3 separate regions of the Sus scrofa genome follow, and all the other regions are linked to region 3. The links are chromatin contacts, called in public Hi-C maps. All regions are on one chromosome and are shown on one strand. The core of a region is the stretch at or near the end of the contact, and the rest is flanking DNA. Distances in the headings are between cores, read along the strand shown. Region 1 has its middle 58 kb from the start of ZNF281. Region 2 has its middle 38 kb from the start of ZNF281. Region 3 holds the start of ZNF281 (zinc finger protein 281).

Region 1 (4,103 bases), core at 965-3,464, 58 kb before region 3:
CCCAGAAAAAAGTGAGGGACTAGGTGTTCCAGAAGAATGGCCCACCCATCTTTGCAGGCCAGTTCTGTACGTGGCATCTGCACCTGCAAACTTGTGCCTGGACTTACCATCCCCTCTCCATGTAATCAGAACCCCAAGAGAGAACACCTGTACCTGGAAGTCCAGCCCCGGGGCCCTGTCCTCACACTCAGCTGAAAATCTCACCTCTTACTTGGCTGAGAAAGTGGAAGCCATGAGAAGAGAACAGCCCGAGTCGCCCCCATCACCTTACAAACCTCGCACTCAGCCCAATGGGCTCTGCCCCCCTCCCCCCACCTACCCCCCCACCCCACTACTGTGGACTGTCGAGCCCCTCCCTCAAGGCAAGCTCCCCTCAAGAATGGGGCTGACCGTTCCCTGCATGGCTGATGTAAGGGGCTGTCAGCGTTCCTTGGCTCACGGTGGCTTCAGTCCCCTGTCTGCCTGGCTGGCCACGCAGCCTCCTTCCTCTGTGTCCTCGTCTCAAATCTCCTTCCACCAAGGACACTCGTCACTGGATTCAGGGCTCGCCTGAAGAATCTCCTCATCTCAAGATGCTTAACTTCTGGAGTTTCCGTCGTGGCTCAGAGGTTAACGAATCCGAGTAGGAACCATGAGGTTTTCGGGTTCGACCCCAGGCCTCGCCCAGTGGGTTAAGGATCCGGCGTTGCCGTGAGCTGTGGTGTAGGTTGCAGACGCGGCTCGGATCCCTCATTGCTGTGGCTGTGGTGTAGGCCGGCGGCTACACTTCCGATTAGATCCCTAGCCTGGGAACCTCCATATGCTGCAGGGGTGGCCCTAAAAAAGAAAAAGAAAAAAAAAAAAAAGATTCTTAACTTCTTCATATCAGCAAAGACCCTTTTTCCGAATAAAGGGAACATTCATAGGTTGCTCCAGATCATTCATGAATGACCTTAACTTGGCTACATGGTCACTGCCTGCCAGCAAATAAATGTGCAAGTCCTGACCTACTGGAAAAGCACCACTGAAACAGTTGACTGGGGGCAAGGACCCTCTCAGATGCTAAAGCCATGGGTGAAAGTTCCCTGGAAGGAAAGATATTCACACAAACCCTAAGAAGTATCACCAGCAATTACTTCCTAATTACAGAAGGTACAGCTCTGTGAAGCTGGGGAGCCAGCTGAATAGTTTTTTTCTTTTTCCTTTTTGGCCGCACCTGCAGCATGCAGAGGTTCCCCAGCCAGGGATGGAGCCCGTGCCACAGCAGTGACAGTGCCGGATCCCCAACCCGATGCACTACCAGGAAACGCCAAGACTTACTTTATAACTGGGGTGGTGGGCCAGAGTGGGGAGAATAATGAGAATATTCAAAAAGGAGAACAAAAGGAGTTCCCAGTGGCTCAGCGGGTTAAGGGTCCAACCCTGTCACTGCTATGGCTTGGGTCCAAATCCTGGCCGGCGGAACCTCTGCATGCTGCCAGCATGGCCAAAGGAAAAAAAAAAAAGGCAAACAAAAAAATACATTCATATTAAGTATTAATAGAGGAGTTCCCATGGTGGCTCAGTGGTTAAGAAGTCTGACTAGGAACCATGAGGTTTTGGGTTTGATCCCTGGCCTCGCTCAGTGGGTTAAGGATCCTGCGTTGCCGTGAGCTGTGGTGTACATCGCAGATGCGGCTTGGATCCTGTGTTGCTGTGGCTGTGGCGTAGGCCGGCAGCTGCAGCTCCGATTGGACCCTTGCCTGGGAACCTCCATGTTCCGCGGGTGCGGCCCTGGAAAAGACAAAAAAAAAAAGAAAGATTCAAAAAGAAAAGTATTAATACAGGTTAGATTATGTGAGAATTTCTGACTTTTGTTAACATTCTTAATTCGTTACAATCCATATGCATTGATCACCTGTACACACCCCCAAATCCCCCATCTGAAAAAAATAAATAAAAGGAATGATGGACTATTTAACGGGGTGGGGGGGGAGCGGAATACTCACCTCACGTTCACCCTCACTCCCAGCATGACTCCTATCCACCTCACCTGGTGGTTTGGGGGAGTCCTCCTGTAATCTTTCATCAGCCACAAGGAACAGGCCTGGTTGGCGGCTGACCGCCTCCCTCCCTCTCTCTCTCCCTCTCTCTGACTTCTGCCCGGGCCTGGGGAACTGCCTTCCAGACACTGAGACCCCGCCCCTAGCTGGGCGGGGCTGTCCATCAAAACCCAACCCCACCCACCCGTCCCGCCCCTCCGATCCACCCGCCCTTCTCTGTAATCTTTTTCATCGCCCCTGACTAGGCTCTGTGCTTCCCTGAACCCAAGGCTATTTCATTTCATGCCAAAAATACTCACCCTGAGGTCATTCCTACGGACAAGCTCAGGGGACGCTCTACACCCTCTGAACTTATTGCAAAATTGCGTGCGTGCAGATGTGTGCCTTGTTCTGGGAAAGCAGACCCACAATTTCACCAGAGTCTCAAATCTCCCGTGACCCAGAAGAGAGCAAGAAACACCATTTAATTCTCATTTGGTCTTAACATGCTACCCATTCCACTGTAACTTCCAGGATTTACCCAGTGCCTCGTGCCCTTGGTGTTGGAGAAGAGACCAGCTTTTCTCTTTTCAGCAGGCTGCTGGATTCAACTCAGTGGAGTCCACGTGCTGGCCCTGACCAAGTGGAAAGGGGACATTTTTTAAAAGACGGGAAAGAAAACATTAACTCAGAGTTTCAGGATGGCTCGGCGGGTTAAGGATCCAGTATTGTCACTGCTGTGGCATGGATACAATCCACGTGCAAAAAAAAAAAAAAAAAAAAAAGAGAGAGAGAGAGAGAGAGAAGGAAGGAGGGAAGTTAGGGAGAGAGGAAGGAAGGAAGGAAGGGAGCCTAACTCCTCCAGTTTAAAGATCCTATCACAACCCAAACCAGAATAAAAGTGAAAGTGAACTTCGCACGCATTTCTGAGCCTCCCACGAGGCTGGGATTGAGGACCAGGCTGCATTGCATCCTGTCTCCTGACTCACTTCTGACTTCAGTAACCGTTCCTCTCAGACCCACTGCACCTCACTTCCTGCTTGTGCAACTTGGAAAAGTTCTTGCCCCTTATCTGGGGAATGAGGAGGATGGAAAGGCAGCAGATGACGCCGGATGCTTCTCGGACACATCACCAGCATCCCCGCTAATCTCCTCATCCCAGAGTCTGTGGTTGCATGTCCTGAGGGGCTGCCCCCCCTGAGGTCTAAAATATGCCCAGAGGTGCTCAGAGTTAGCAGGGATTGGTAGAACCCTGGGCAGGTACACAGCCTAACCATACCCCCGAGGTGCATTTCTCAGCACTCTTAACCCATGTTCCCATTTGATAAACATTAGGAATCTCACTCCCCTTTTGTTTATTTCTTTATGTCATTTTTGACACACACACCCCCCCTCGGTTCATGGAGTTCCCAGGCCAGGGATCAAGCCACAGTCACAACCTAAGCCTCAGCTCTGGTAGTACCGATCCTTAACCCACTGTGCCAGGCTGGGGATCAAACCCGAGTCCCAGTGCTCCCAAGACTCCACCGATCCTATTGCACCATAGCGGGAGCTCCCCACCCCCTAGAGTTTGTATGATGAAAACAAGGGTCTGGCATTCCCGGGTGGTGGGTTAAGGATGCTTAAGGATCCGACATGGGCACTGCAGCAGCTCAGGTCGCTGCTGTGGCGCAGGTTCCATCCCTGGCCCAGGAACTTCTACATGCCTCAAAAAAAAAAAAAAAAAAAAAAAAATAGAAAAATGAAAAGAGGATCTGGGTTTTTTCCCCTTTTACAGCACAGGCGCCTACAATAAATACTACTCAGTGAAAAGGAATGAACTAGGGATTTGTAACAGCTTGGCTGAACCAAATGTATTGTTCTACCAGCTGGAAGAAGCCAGACCAAAAAGAAGAAGAGGAGGTGAGATATGAGTTCCTCTCATACCAGCCCCCACCCTCCACCCCACAGGCGCCTCTGGGTGGGGGAGGGAGCGGAGCTGGAGGGTTCCTTCTTGACGGTGATGTTTGACCAAACTTGCCACACATGTGCATTTACTGTATGTGAATTCCACATCAATGAGGCAGTTTGGAAAAATTCTATCATGCCCCTGAATTTCCTAGA
Region 2 (4,003 bases), core at 242-2,741, 38 kb before region 3:
ACCCAAAACTCAAAGATTAATCCTGAAGATAAAGGGACAACACTCACATGAAAATATACTTCATTCGCTCTATACAATGTTATCTCTGCAGCTGGTGATGCTGGAGAAAGGTCCCCCAGAGCTGATAACACACCATCACTTCTTCATAAAAAGCTGAAGCTGAAGCTCAGGGGAAATGAATCTGACTAGTATCCATGAGGATGAGGGTTCAATCCCTGGCCTCGCTCAGGGGGTTATGGATCCGGCCTTGCCATGAGCTGTGGTGTAAGTCGCAGATGCGGCTTGAATCTGGAGTTGCAGTGGCTGTGGCACAGGCTGGTGGCTACAGCGCCAATTGGACCCCTAGCCTGGGAACCTCTATATGCCGGGGGTATGTCCCTAAAAAATAAAATAAAATAGGTGCCTCAGTCGATTCCCTTAACACACACACTTTTGTAAGGTCCCTAGAGAATTCACTTGGTGTCTTGGTTTGTTTATGACACTTATACAAACCCAAAGGCAATTCCCAGGACTCAACCGAAGTTAGTCTCCCCTTGGAAAGGCAGGTGCCTAAATTTCCGTACACATTTCTAAAAGGCCTGGGGAGTCTGATCTCTGGTAATCGATCCACCACTCTAGTAAGAGGACTTGGGAACAGTCTCCTTGCAGTAAACAACATTGATGAAGAGAGCAAACAAGGACCCACGTTTCCACTGTTCAAATAAAAAATTTCCAACTTAAACCTCTATTTTGAAATCAAACTCCCCGGTCTTACATAAACGGCCAGGTATCCAAAGAATGCATTTGTCTGGATTCAAGTGTGCTGCCTGCCATGTTTCACATTTACACGTTTGCCTAGTGCCTCCCTCCCCTTTCCTGATGTGTTTTGCAACCGATGAAAATGTCAATAGTCTCAGCTCTTCTGTAAAGAAGGAAACACACAACAGTGGGTCACTGGTCAGGGTGACTCACGGACAGAGTCAATAGGCGACCCATGAGCCTGCAGCCTGGCATTCCCAGTTCCTAACAGCACCCGCTTCCACTAACCCCCGGAAGGTACCCCCCCTCGTCCCCCAAGACGAGGCTTCTTGGAGGCCTGGGGACCAAAGAGTCCCCAAAGTGTTCTCCTCGAAAAGTCATCAAGCACCACAGTTTGGGGCATTTACCTTAACTTCTCTATTCTGATCTATGGACGTTTCCTGTCTAGAAAATGGACATATTCAGAAGCTCTTCTGTCTCCAGCGTTGAATAACTGATGCCTCTAAATTCCTCATGCCCTAAGGGACAGGTTGTGTTTGCTTGTTTTTTGTCTTCTTAGGGCCACACCCGCAGCATAGGGAGGTTCCCAGGCTAGAGGTGGAATCAGAGCTCCAGCTGCCGGCCTACACCACAGCCTTGCAACTCGGGATCCGAGTAGCATCTTCCGCCTACAGCACAGCTCACGACAATGCCAGATCCTTAACCCACTCAGCGAGGCCAGGGGTTGAACCTGCAATCCTGATGGATGCTAGTCGTGTTTGTTAACCACTGAGCCACGACAGGAACTCCCTAAGGGACCCTTCTTTTGATCCAACACAGCACCAGGGTAAACAAATCTAGAGATAAGCCACTGGACCATATTTCCTTAAAAAGTAATTAGAGTAGCGAAAGAACAGGGTATAAAGTATGGACATACCTCCTTTCATTGTTTTTTGCTTTGCAGACAATGTGTTTTTTACAAATGAAAGGTTTGTGGCAGCTCTGCTGTCAGAGGATGATTAGCCTTTCTTTATCAATCAAGTCTTCTTTGTTGTTGTTTTTAGTTTGGGTTTTTTTTTTTTTGGACCACAGGCATACAGAAATTCCTGGGCCAGGGATCGAACCCGTGCCACAGCTATAATCAGAGCCACAGCAGTGACAACATTGGAACCTTAGCCCATGGGGCCACAGAGAACTCCCCATAAAGTATTTTTTAATTAAAAAAAAAAAAAAAAGGAGTCCCGTCGTGGCGCAGTGGTTAACGAATCCAACTAGGAACCATGAGGTTGTGGGTTCGATCCCTGCCCTTGCTCAGTGGGTTAACGATCAGGCCTTGTCATGAGCTGTGGTGTAGGTCGCAGACATGGCTCGGATCCTGCGTTGCTGTGGCTCTGGCGTAGGCTGGTGGCTACAGCTCCAATTCGACCCCTAGCCCGGGAACCTCCATATGCCTCGGGAGCGGCCAAAGAAAAGGCAAAAAGACAAAAAAAAAAAAGGTAGCCAGTAGTCAGAACTAAAAGCTGGTGTGCTTGGTTCCAGGCTTCAATCTTTAGAATGTCTGAAACTAAGGGATTCCACCCTTTAACATTTGCTTTTGGTTTTTTTTAGGGCCACATCTGCAGCATGTGGAGGTTCCCAGGCTGGGGGTCAAATTGGAGCTGGAGCTGTAGGCCTACGCCACAGTCACAGCCACACAGGATCCAAGGCACTTCTTCGACCTACACCACAGCTCACAGCAATGCTGAATCCTTAACCCACTGAACAAGGCCAGGGGTGGAACACAATTCCTCATGGATACTAGCAGGTTCATTACCGCTGAACCACACAGGAACTCCTAATATTATTTACTTGTTTTTTTGTTTTGTTTTGTTTTTGTTTTTTGGTCTTTCTCTCTTTTTTAGGGCTGAACCTGCGGCATGTCAAATCGGAGCTGTTGCTGCCAGCCTACACCACAGCCACAGCAATGCAGGATCCAAGCCAAATCTGCGACCTACACCACGGCTCACAGAAATGCTGGATCCTTAAGCCACTGAGCAAGGCCAGGGATCGAACCAGCAACCTCATGGTTCCTAGCAAGATTCGTTTCTGCTGCACCACGACAGCAACTTCACTAGGCTGTATTGCTGCCTTATTTTATTTCCCTTAAAAAAGTAATTGTTGGAGTTCCTGTTGTAGCACATTGGAAACAAATCTGACTAGCATCCATGAGGATGCAGGTTCCATCCCTGGCCTTGCTCATTGGGTTAAGGATCTGGCGTTGCCATGAGCTGTGGTGTAGGTCGCAGATGAGGCTCTGATCTGACGTTGTTGGCACTGTGGTGTAGGCCAGAGGGTACAGCTCCTATTCCACCCCTAGCCTGGGAACCCTCCACATGCTGAGGCTTCAGCCCTAAACAAACAAACAAACAAAAAGTAATTGTTTACCTATCAATGAGTGGGAACACTGAAATAGCAAAGGAAGCTACCATTCATTATCAGCAGGTCCTTTCCTGAAGCAACAAAATCAATCAAAAACAACCTATAAAAATAATGTCATGTCTGATACAAGTTCAAGCCGTCATCATATTCGTTAATTAAAATGCCATAAATCTTTCTTTCCTGCTGCCACGATATTCTTAAACTGGCGTACAAAGCGCCAAAACACACGTCAACCACAACATGCACAAATCCACCAGTCCATCTCGGTCCATTAGTCTTGCCAAGGTCAGTACCGAGTATTCCTGAAATTTTCCCTGGTAGAATGAATAGATGTTTTGTAAGGATTATCTATTCAGGCAGAAAAATCGGGGTGGGGGTGGGGTGGGGGGCTGCGAATGAAAACAAGAAACAATTAGCTATTCAGCTGGCACAGAGCACATTCCAAGTAAGAAATCCTTTGTTTGTTTTTATTTTGTTTTTGTGTGTGTAGCCTACCTTGGGACTCCCACACCTGAAAAGAAATACATCTTGTAAGATTTTTCTAGAGCTTTTCCACAGCCCTCTGTGGACCCGCTGAAGTCAGTCCGCTTTGGCTGTCCTAGGCAGCCGAGGGCTGGAGCCCGGAGCGGTCTATTTGCATTTCAACACCCTTCTTTTGTTTTCAGCCCCTCCGGAGGCTTAACCCGTCCAAACAGCAGGTAAGGTAGTTAGTTCATTCGAAAGGCCCTAGAAAACTCCAATGAGGGAACTTGGGCACACAATGCGCTTATTTTAGCTAAAAACTGCCTCCTACTTGGGGAGCCCTAGGAAGCCCAAGCTGGAGCATCGTGTTAAAAATTGACCTTAGGGAGTTCCCCTTGCGGCGCAG
Region 3 (3,618 bases), core at 1,006-3,505:
AGGAGTCTGGGTGCCAGGACTCAAATTGTCTTCTTGAACCAGCTCCGAGTGATCTCCTGAGGTGTGTAAATCCACCCGGGGTTCCGTTATGCTGAAGGGGTCCTCCTTCTGGCTCTCTGACTTGCTGGAGTACTGATCCAAAATACTCTGCAAAACCTCATCAGGAATCCCCGACTTGTCGTGGCAAGCCTTGATCTCCGCGTTCAGAGCTGAGGAGTCAATGAGGGACAACGGGGCCTCACTGTCCAAAACGCCGACACCCGCGGACTGGATGACGGACTGCTGGGAGACCATGTGTCCCACGTTCACGGAAAAGGCACTGTTGCTGCTGGCAGTTGGCAGGTATCTTCTTTTCTTTGAGAACTGCATGGCATCATCGTAATTACTGCCTATTTGACCTTGTTTGCCACTGGTACTTTGCAGAAGACCGATGGTCTCCACACTGCTGCTGGACACTATGCCAAGGGAGCCACTGGGTTTCCCAGACAGGGACTTCTGCCCAACGAGGTCTGGGAGCGGCGACACGAAGTTCAGGTAGTTTTTATCGGTGCTCTTTCGGCTCCCTTTCTTAAAGATCAGTTTTGGCACCCTCTTCTGCAGCTCGTCGATGCCGGAGCCAATGACACCTCCGCTGGAAGACACAGTAGGCATTTCTACTGAGTAGTTCTGCATGCTTATACTGTTTGAGATTGGCGACTCATTTGCTTTCCCGGTCTTGGGTTCCTTGTTTTCAATGGCGAGGCTCTTGGACTTCGCTTTTCTCCTTGAAGAACTTGTATTTCCCTGAGACAACACGGCCAGACTTCCCAGGCTGCTATGGTTTGATGACCCAGGTTCGGAATTGGGGGCCCCTTTCGCTATGGCTTCACCACACGTGCGCCTGTGCTTCAACAGTCTATCAGTCCGTGAAAAATACTGCTGGCAAGTGTCACATTTATATGGCTTTTCTCCACTATGCGTCCGCTTGTGTCTCTCCATATGGTACTTCTGGATGAACTTCATGCTGCACTGGTCACACCCGAAGGGCTTCTCGCGGCTGTGGATCTTCTCGTGCCTCTGCAGCAGGTACTTCTGGATGAAGCCCATGCTGCACTGGCTGCACTGGAAGGGCCGCTCCCCGGTATGGATGAGGACGTGCCTCCGCAGGTGGTAGGAGCTCCGGAAAGCAGCGCTGCAGTGGTCGCAGATGTGAGGTTTCTGACTGGGGGACAGGACGGCGCCTTCTCCGTCTCCAACCAGCGACGGCTTGGAAGATGCGCTCGGCTTCCTCTTGGCTTTGATTCCCTGAGATTCTGGCTTTGGCCTCTTCGCCTTCTTCACGCCCGCGTCCTGCTTGGGCTCCTCGGGCCCGCGGGGGTCGTCGGTCCGGCCGCCGCCGCCCAGCAGCACGTCTCGAGGGTGCGGGGCGGGCGGCGGGTGCAGGACGCTGAGGTCCTGGATGACGCCGGGGCCGCCCCCGTCCCCGCCGCCCAGCGCCGGCGCCCGCTCGTCGGCCCCGGCGAACAGCCCCCCGTAGTGCGGGTGCGGGGCGCCCGGCGGCTCCTCGGGCTCGGCCGGCTTCTCCTGCTTGATGCTGACCAGCGACTGCAGGAAGCCCCAGGAGGTCCTCTGCGCCGGGAAGGCCGCGCCGGGCGCCGCCGGCTCCTTCTTGAAAGTCACGTCCGGGGCGGGCGCCGGGGGGGGCTCGGCGGCCGGGGCCGCGGCCGGGGCGGCGGCCAGCACGCACTGCGGGGGAGGGGCGGCCGCGCCCGCCGGCCGCGCGAAGCTGGCGACCGGGGGCAGCCGGTGGTTGAACATCACCATGCCCGGCGGGAAGCTGGGCTCCATCTCCGCCCGCCCGCCGCTGCCCGCGCCGCCGCCGCCGCCGCTCAGGAACGCGCTGCCGACTTTCATGCCCCGGAGCAGGCCTGGCTGAGGAGAGGAGAGAGGAGTGGGCCGGCCGCCGGCCGCGGACGCCCCCGCCCCGCCCGGCCCGGCCCGGCCCGCACCCCCGCCCGCCGCCGCCGCCGCTGCCGCCGTCGTGGCCGCCGCCGCCGCCGCCCCGCACTTACGGGTCCGCCGCCGCCACCGCCGTCGCCGCCGCCGCCGCCGCCTCCGGTTAATAAAAATAACGCCGTCCTCTCCACAATGGAATTAAAAGCCTGCGCGGCACTGCGCAGCCGCGGCGCGGGGCCTGCCGGGAGCTCGGCGACCGGGCCCGAGGGCCGCTCGGCCGCCCAGCGCGCCTGCGCCGCGGCTTCCGCCCGGCCGCCTGTCAATCACTCGGGCGGTTGGGCGGAGGGAGCCCCCCGAGCGGGGAGGCCCCGGGCGGCCGGGCGCGATTGGTGGGCTGCGCGCCGGCGTGTGGGGGCGGGGCCCGGGGCGTGCTGCTCGGCGGACCCGTGCGGCGTGGCTGGGCGGCCGAAGAGAAAGGCTGCTGAGGCGGGGGTTGAGCGGGCTGCCGGCGGTCGGGGCTCCCACCCCTCTGTGGTTTGCGGGCCCGGCGTTGCAGTCAAGCCCAGACCCAGGCGGGGACGGCTTGGGGCACCGCGGGTTGTGCCTACTTGCGTTAAACTTGCAGTGCTCCGCTTGTACTAAGACTGATAGCCTCGGGTCCCCCTCTTTCGGGTGCAGACACTTGAATAATGGGCGCGTAGCCTCTGCATGGGTGGGAGGAGCCTGCTTTGAAACTGCGGCAGAGGTACCGTTGCAAAAAAAAAAAAAAAAAAAAAAGTTGTCTTACTGCCAACCTACCTGAAGGCTACTGGAAAAGGAAACCGCGTGTGATCCAGGTGCGGCAGCCCTGTAAAACACACCCACACACATGTTTCATCATCAGATGGTTTTTAAATGCCCACATACCTTCTCGGTCTGGCTAATGAGTCTGCCGGCCAGGTTCTACTGCTGCCTGGTTTCTTCTATTATTTAAAAAGAGGTGGATGCCAGGCTCTTCTAAGCTCTACCCAGATCCACTCCGCCCGCCCCAGTACAGAATACTGAGAAATGCAGTCAAAATGACGAATTGCCCTCTTAAGGGAACATTACAAAGTAAAATCTTGAAATCAAAGATCAACAAAAATCAAACAAATATTTATTCAGTGCCTAAGGTGCAAACAAGGGCACCCACTTTGATGTTTAAGTGTGCAAAAATCTAAACCAGCAACTTTTCTGACCAAGAGTAGATGTAAATAACAATTTTTTTTTCCCATAAAAGAGCCAGAACCATGAGAATAATTTCTTTTCATGGTACGTTTCATAATGAAATTACAAGTCAACTGTCTCACTATTTCTAGCCATAGGACTTCTCATAATTAAGTAATAAATGACTCCCCCGAGAAATTTTGCAACTGGAACCATAAAGATCATTAACTAATCCTTGTGGGCCTCTCCGAGCCTGCTCCAAAGCTTAAAAGACAATATTTAATGAGTATTTTGAGACAAGAAATACTAGTATCTTTGTAACATCATGCAACGCCACAGATGCCATTCTGCCACTTAAACTGAAGTTTGAATGCTGTCAAGTATAGTTAAGTGTTAAAAGAAGGACTGAAGATTCAAAAACTTAAGGCAGTAGTAAAATATTCGTCGATGCCTATGAGAAATGAGGCTGTCCCTTTCATCAGGGTGTCAGTGTTTAAT

The links. Hi-C and Micro-C count contacts between places; a contact is called where the count stands out from the background.
Region 1: a contact with region 3 is called in a Hi-C map of liver, with 7 times the contacts expected there. The contact joins the enhancer-like site here to the promoter of ZNF281 in region 3. A contact is called at or near these places in 1 of 5 promoter capture datasets (liver), 12 of 47 Hi-C or Micro-C datasets (embryonic fibroblasts, fetal liver, heart right ventricle and 4 more) and 2 of 2 datasets of contacts at active chromatin or transcription factors (alveolar macrophages and skeletal muscle).
Region 2: a contact with region 3 is called in a Hi-C map of liver, with 2.0 times the contacts expected there. The contact joins the enhancer-like site here to the promoter of ZNF281 in region 3. A contact is called at or near these places in 1 of 5 promoter capture datasets (liver) and 7 of 47 Hi-C or Micro-C datasets (epiblast stem cells, fetal liver and liver).

The regions. Positions count from the first base shown.
Region 1 is chr10:22,979,382-22,983,484 of Sscrofa11.1, forward strand. No RefSeq gene overlaps it. Among named protein-coding and RNA genes, the nearest start is that of ZNF281, 58 kb to the right of the region's middle. Within about 2 kb of position 2,215, at least 56 of the 83 cell types and tissues checked have an H3K27ac peak or open chromatin away from gene starts, as enhancers often do. A contact at or near this core is called in alveolar macrophages, embryonic fibroblasts, fetal liver and 4 more, where this site is marked.
Region 2 is chr10:22,999,385-23,003,387 of Sscrofa11.1, forward strand. No RefSeq gene overlaps it. Among named protein-coding and RNA genes, the nearest start is that of ZNF281, 38 kb to the right of the region's middle. Within about 2 kb of position 1,492, at least 10 of the 83 cell types and tissues checked have an H3K27ac peak or open chromatin away from gene starts, as enhancers often do. A contact at or near this core is called in fetal liver and liver, where this site is marked.
Region 3 is chr10:23,036,866-23,040,483 of Sscrofa11.1, forward strand. It overlaps ZNF281 (zinc finger protein 281), which reads right to left and starts at 2,256. Exons shown (of 2, transcript XM_021064496.1): 1 at 2,052-2,256; 2 at 1-1,911. The coding sequence starts at 1,893.